Linked DNA regions of Zea mays: region 2 is linked to region 1. The links are chromatin contacts, called in public Hi-C maps. All regions are on one chromosome and are shown on one strand. Each heading gives the region's core, a stretch centred on a gene start, on an enhancer-like site or on the middle of the called end of the contact. The rest is flanking DNA. Distances are from core to core; before and after follow the strand shown. Region 1 holds the start of LOC100284372. Region 2 holds the start of LOC103626156 (E3 ubiquitin-protein ligase MARCHF9).

Region 1 (2,599 bases), core at 37-2,536:
CGAGAAGAAGCTTGGCGACTGTCAGTTCGACCTCTAGAAGCAGTCCTACGTGGTCGCATGCGCCGCTGTGTACGACAAGCTCCCGCGAAGCCACCACTTGGACGCGGTCCAGAGCAGCTGCACCGCGCTGTCCATCGTTAAGCAGGGAGGCCTCATGGTTGTCACCAACATCGACGACTCTCGGGTTATTCTGGACACCGCATCCGATGACGACGCCATCACGTCGTCTAGCTCATTGTCCACCTGAAGCCCAACCTACCACATAAGTCGCTACTGACCGGACATGAATTCTTGTGCGCTGGGACGATGGACGTTGCTGACGTTGTGTGAGTGTCCTCGAACATGATGTATGTAGTGGAGTAGCGCATCTGGTGGTGCAACGGCCAGGGGTACTACCTCGCTGATGAGCCCGGGGTACACTTCGTTTGGCAGCCCAACCAAGAGTCATCGGTACTCGTCATGTCGCGCGCGTTCGACGACTACTATACCGAGGATTGTGGCGTCATCTTAGCGTCGGAGGTGACGCAGAGGAGGATCGACAACAGTGACCAGTTCGTCATCCTCGCCACCGTCAGGTAGCTTTTGTGCCGACCTGCCTTTAATTCTCTTCGCAAACACACACATTTACCTTTTTGTTTAAGCAAGAGCGTATGGTTGTGCGTGTCTGATGACTAACGATGTACGAGGAAATTTCTTCCAGCATATGTGGAACGTGCTCTCCAATGATGAGACCATACAAATCGTGGCATATATCGAAGTCTGCATGATACTGATGGTTGCAATGTAGTGGTGAAACAACTAGATTAAAATAACAAAATTTATGTATGACTAGGATCACAAATTGATTATGAAACATTTTCTCATAACAATATAACACACATTTTATATATAAGTTATCGTAGTATACTGGTATTATATATTACCGTTGCAACGCACGGACACTCAGCTAGTAACCAAACAAGGTCTTATATTTTTCCCACTCTCATTCAATTCATATGAGATAGAAATAACCGAACATAACCTAAGGCCTAATAGAAAAATTTCTCATGATTTAGGTCTTGTTTGGTTATTCCTATCTCATATGGATTTGATGTGATTGAAAAATTTATGAATTTTTTTAACTTATTTAACATTAAACCCTATCCAATCCTACCTAATCTATATGGATTGAGAGGAAAACTAACCAGACCAACCACACAAACGAGCACGAGTCTTCCACTTGCGCACGCTGTAGACAGAGCCCCGCGCCACCCGTTCATCGCAAATCGGACGGGCGAGGAACCCTCAGGGTTAAAACCCTAAACTAGAAAGGGCCTCAGCCAGTCCAGCCAGCCTCCCGAGCCCTATCCTTTTCCCCACTCCCGGGTCTCCAGCATTCCTATCCTCTCCCCGCCCGCCCGTGCCGCCGCCGCCGCCGCCGCCGCGGCTTCCCTTCCTCTCCCGAGCCAAGGTGAGCTTCCTATCTCCATATATCCAGTCCCGTGGAGTAGCGACGGTATCGTGGGTAGCTTCCTTCTCGCATCGACTAGCAGTGTTTCACGCGGTTTTGTTTGGCCTAGGAGCTGCTGGATCTGCACGTTTAGCCCGGTTACGTACATGTGCGTTTGCACGATTTAAGGTCGTTGTAACTGGAGGCTATCTTTGGGCTGTTTTGTTGTTTGATTTGTGGTCCGAACTAGCGGGAAAGCACTGGGGCTTAGTAGATCCCATGTTTATTAGATTTGGGATATCGTGTTCGGGGAAAAAGACGTACCTTGGTCCTGATTAATCGCTTGATATGCTGTTTGAAAGCAGGAGCCGTGCTAGATTACGCAGTGTTGGAGGGTACAAGAAGTCATTGGTTTAGTTTCCGCACTCTGGGAGTGATACTGTGGTAGACTCGTAGCGTTTTGTCCTGGGTAACAGCTGCATGGATAGTTCTAGTAAATGAATGCAGTTAGCTCCAGAGAAGTTAGGTTAAGACCGATTTACTAGTGGCTCAGAAGATTTCTACTGCGTGGCTTCCCTTAAGCACTGCGTCTGCCATGTTTTATTGTTCAAATAGTCAGGGTGCATGCGTATTTTTATTGCTGAAATAGCCAGGGTCCATGCTATTGGTTGTCTGAACTGGTGCGATTTGGCATTATGCCGTTTTTGTCTATGGTTACTTGTTTATGTCGTGGCATATTGTTGTATTTTGCCACTTTTTATAACTTCCTTTATGCACTTCTACGCTATGTTATAGCATTTATTTTTGATTGCACCTTTTCCTTTTCTATGTGCAAATATGTTTTATTTGACATTGTAATTTCTGCTTCCGTTACTTCTTCCGGACAAATGTTACTACATATTGGTTCTGTCCGCTGCGTTACTGAACAAATTGTGTACTGATTCCGGACAAATGTTACTACATATTGGTTCTATCCGTTGCCGTTACTGAACAAATTGTGTACTGATTTTTTTGTGTTTCATACAGATGAATGTTGAAAAGCTCAAGAAGATGGCAGGTGCTGTGCGCACCGGGGGGAAGGGTAGCGTGCGCAGGTGTTTATGCTTCTAAATTTATTCAAGATGACCTATCAACAGTTCTGCAGAGCTTTACTTTCTATTTAGTGCGTTT
Region 2 (2,599 bases), core at 66-2,565, 190 kb after region 1:
CATCATTTTGTTTCGCCGTTGTAATGGTAGAGTAGAAGTGTGGTTTTGCTAATTGCTGAGTTGGCCTTTTCTTTTCAGCTTCCATACGAAGACATGACACCTTTTCAGGCAACAGTTGTCGTTGTTCAAAAGGTATCGTAGTTTAACACACAAGTCATTATGGTTTGTCACAAAAAAGAACAGTGGCACATCTTGTTGATATCATACTACTTTAATTTTGCTGAAAAGAAAAGGTTCCAAATAAAAGACGAATGTTGAGTTTTAATTCATTTGTATCTTTTTCGGTGTCATCAAGATCGACTGGATCTATATGGGATTGACTCTGCTCGTGCTGAAGGAGAAAGAGCGTGCTTGGCTTGCGGGAGACCATGTTTCGGTTCATATTTTTTTCATGGGTCATGTTACCTGTCATGTCAGATTATACAACTTCTGATATTTCTGTCTTTGCGAGACAACTACCAAAATAGTTTTACATCATGACTACTCTCAGATGTATTCATGCATTAATATTTTTCTGAATATTTTGTGTGACGTTGCAACGTACGGGCACATACCTAGTAGATATATAACTGAGAAAGTAGTATGTGATTGGCACTAGGGATGAAAACAGACGAAAACGGACGAAAAAACCTGTCTCCCGTTTCCGTATCCGCATTTTATCATCGGAAACGGGATCGGATCCGGAATAGTCGGGAACGAAAACGGAAGCGGGATAAACGGAATTGCGAAAACGAACAGAAACGGAAATACTAACGGAAACTAATAATTTAATACAAATAGAAATGTTATTGATGTTTGACTAGTGATTGATTGACAGAACAATAACATAAAACAAATAAATATAGAGAGGCAACATTCTATTGTTGTTTGGTTGCTAAATGTGTACATTTAGCTACATTCGATGTTGTTTAAGACTTTAGATCACTTGTCATTTGAAAAGAGCCGGTGGTTACAATGACCAATTTGCTATAATTTGTCACCTAAACACACGATGATATAGTTTATATACTAATGCATATTAGGCTCGTCCTATATTTGTCAAATACGGAATAAATAAAGGTTCAATCTGGTAAAACGGGATCAAAAAAACCGACGGAATAAGCTCTCTCGTTTCCGTCCCGTTTCTATATTTTTCCGTAAATACGGAAACGGTCGGATCAAATATAGAAAATGGTACGAATCGTGACGAGATTTTTTCGTTCTGTTTTCAACCCTAATGGGCACAGCCACCGGAGACACAGGTCCGCATTGTCTCGTGTCTACAGATGCGAAGATGAATATTATAACGTCAACTTTCCATACTCGTTCGACTACGACCTGCTTCCATTGACATATGGGTCCTGCAGTGTTAAAGTCCCACTGATCAGCCAAACCAGCATTCCCCTCAAAGCCGTCGTCCTTATCCCCAATCCACACCGTCGGCGGCCCATCCAACCCGTCCCCATCTGATCTCCCCGTCGGCGGCGGCCCCCACCGCTTCCTTCCCCTCGCCGTCGCGATACTGAGCAGACACTAGCAGAAGTAGGTGCTCCGTAACCCGCCCCCCAACACCAAAGTGGCACTCATCACGCCCACGCGAGGTGGTCGACGAAGAGCCGCAGAGGAGGGGGAGGTGCTGGGTGGGATCCGGCGGACCGCTCATGTCGAGCGGCGCGGACGGATCGGATCCCTGCACGGGCCTTGACCCGGGGACGATCCCAGAGCTGCCGGCCCATGAACCTCCTGTGCTGCAGGCTCCGTCGCCGGCGCCGCAGCAGGAGGTGGTGGTGGCATCGCAGACCGAGGCGCCGTTGCCAGCTGTCACCATCGTGATCTCGCGGCCAGGCGAGGATGTTCAGATGCCCGATGCAAAGGGTGGCTCCCCGGCATGCTCCCCGCAGGCCGGTGACGGCAAGCCTATGGCCACCTCGGTTTCGTTGACCGCTTCGGCGGCCGCGAAGGAAGCCGGGCTGGCAAGGTCCGACTCCGACAGCTTGGACGACTACGAGCAATGCAGGTATCCAGTCGGTGTGGGTTTTCCTGTGCAAGCTCAGGCCATTTTAGTGAACTGCGAGTTGGGACGGGGACGAGGGTGTGTTCTGTTTTGGAGCGTTCCGATTTTGTATGGGGACCTCGTTACGTTTAGCAGTTGCGCGTTTTATCCATCCATGGATTACCTGCGATGGCTTCGGGCGATGCTCATGCAGTGAAGTGACTGTAGCTGTATGAACGAACTTCCTTTTATGATGTAGTGATTCATTTCTTGGAGTCGCCCTAGCACATGGATCATGTCAACTGAACTGATTACCCTAGCTGCCTTTTTCTGTCTGTCATTACACCAATGGATTTTTTGCCTGCAGTTGGGTGAGTGTTGTTTATCACATATAACATGCGAGCAACAAGTTTGTGAACATGTTCATTGTCAGTTTGTCTGCATCTTCTTTAGTATTGACTTTGTCAGTGTTTGTGGTATGTGCTTATTTACAGCCCATATGTTAGTGTAGTTAGGCTTTCATGAAGTGCAAATAGGACTACAAAGTGGTAATTATGATATATTAGGGTCTCCAAGGTATTTAGGCGGTCATGAGAAGGTAGGTTATGTTTCCAATGCAGTTGGGTT

Evidence for each region. A called contact is a pair of places that touch in the nucleus more often than the background predicts.
Region 2: a Hi-C map of tassel shows a contact between it and region 1, with 2.3 times the contacts expected there. The contact joins the promoter of LOC103626156 here to the promoter of LOC100284372 in region 1. A contact is called at or near these places in 3 of 25 Hi-C or Micro-C datasets (ear, endosperm and tassel).

The regions. Positions count from the first base shown.
Region 1 is chr5:28,451,048-28,453,646 of Zm-B73-REFERENCE-NAM-5.0, forward strand. It overlaps LOC100284372, which reads left to right and starts at 1,287. Exons shown (of 6, transcript NM_001157267.2): 1 at 1,287-1,450; 2 at 2,456-2,523. The coding sequence starts at 2,456.
Region 2 is chr5:28,637,874-28,640,472 of Zm-B73-REFERENCE-NAM-5.0, forward strand. LOC103626156 (E3 ubiquitin-protein ligase MARCHF9) reads left to right here and starts at 1,316. Exons shown (of 6, transcript XM_008646545.4): 1 at 1,316-1,996. The coding sequence starts at 1,641. It overlaps LOC103626155, which reads left to right. Exons shown (of 7, transcript XR_552741.3): 6 at 79-132; 7 at 296-483.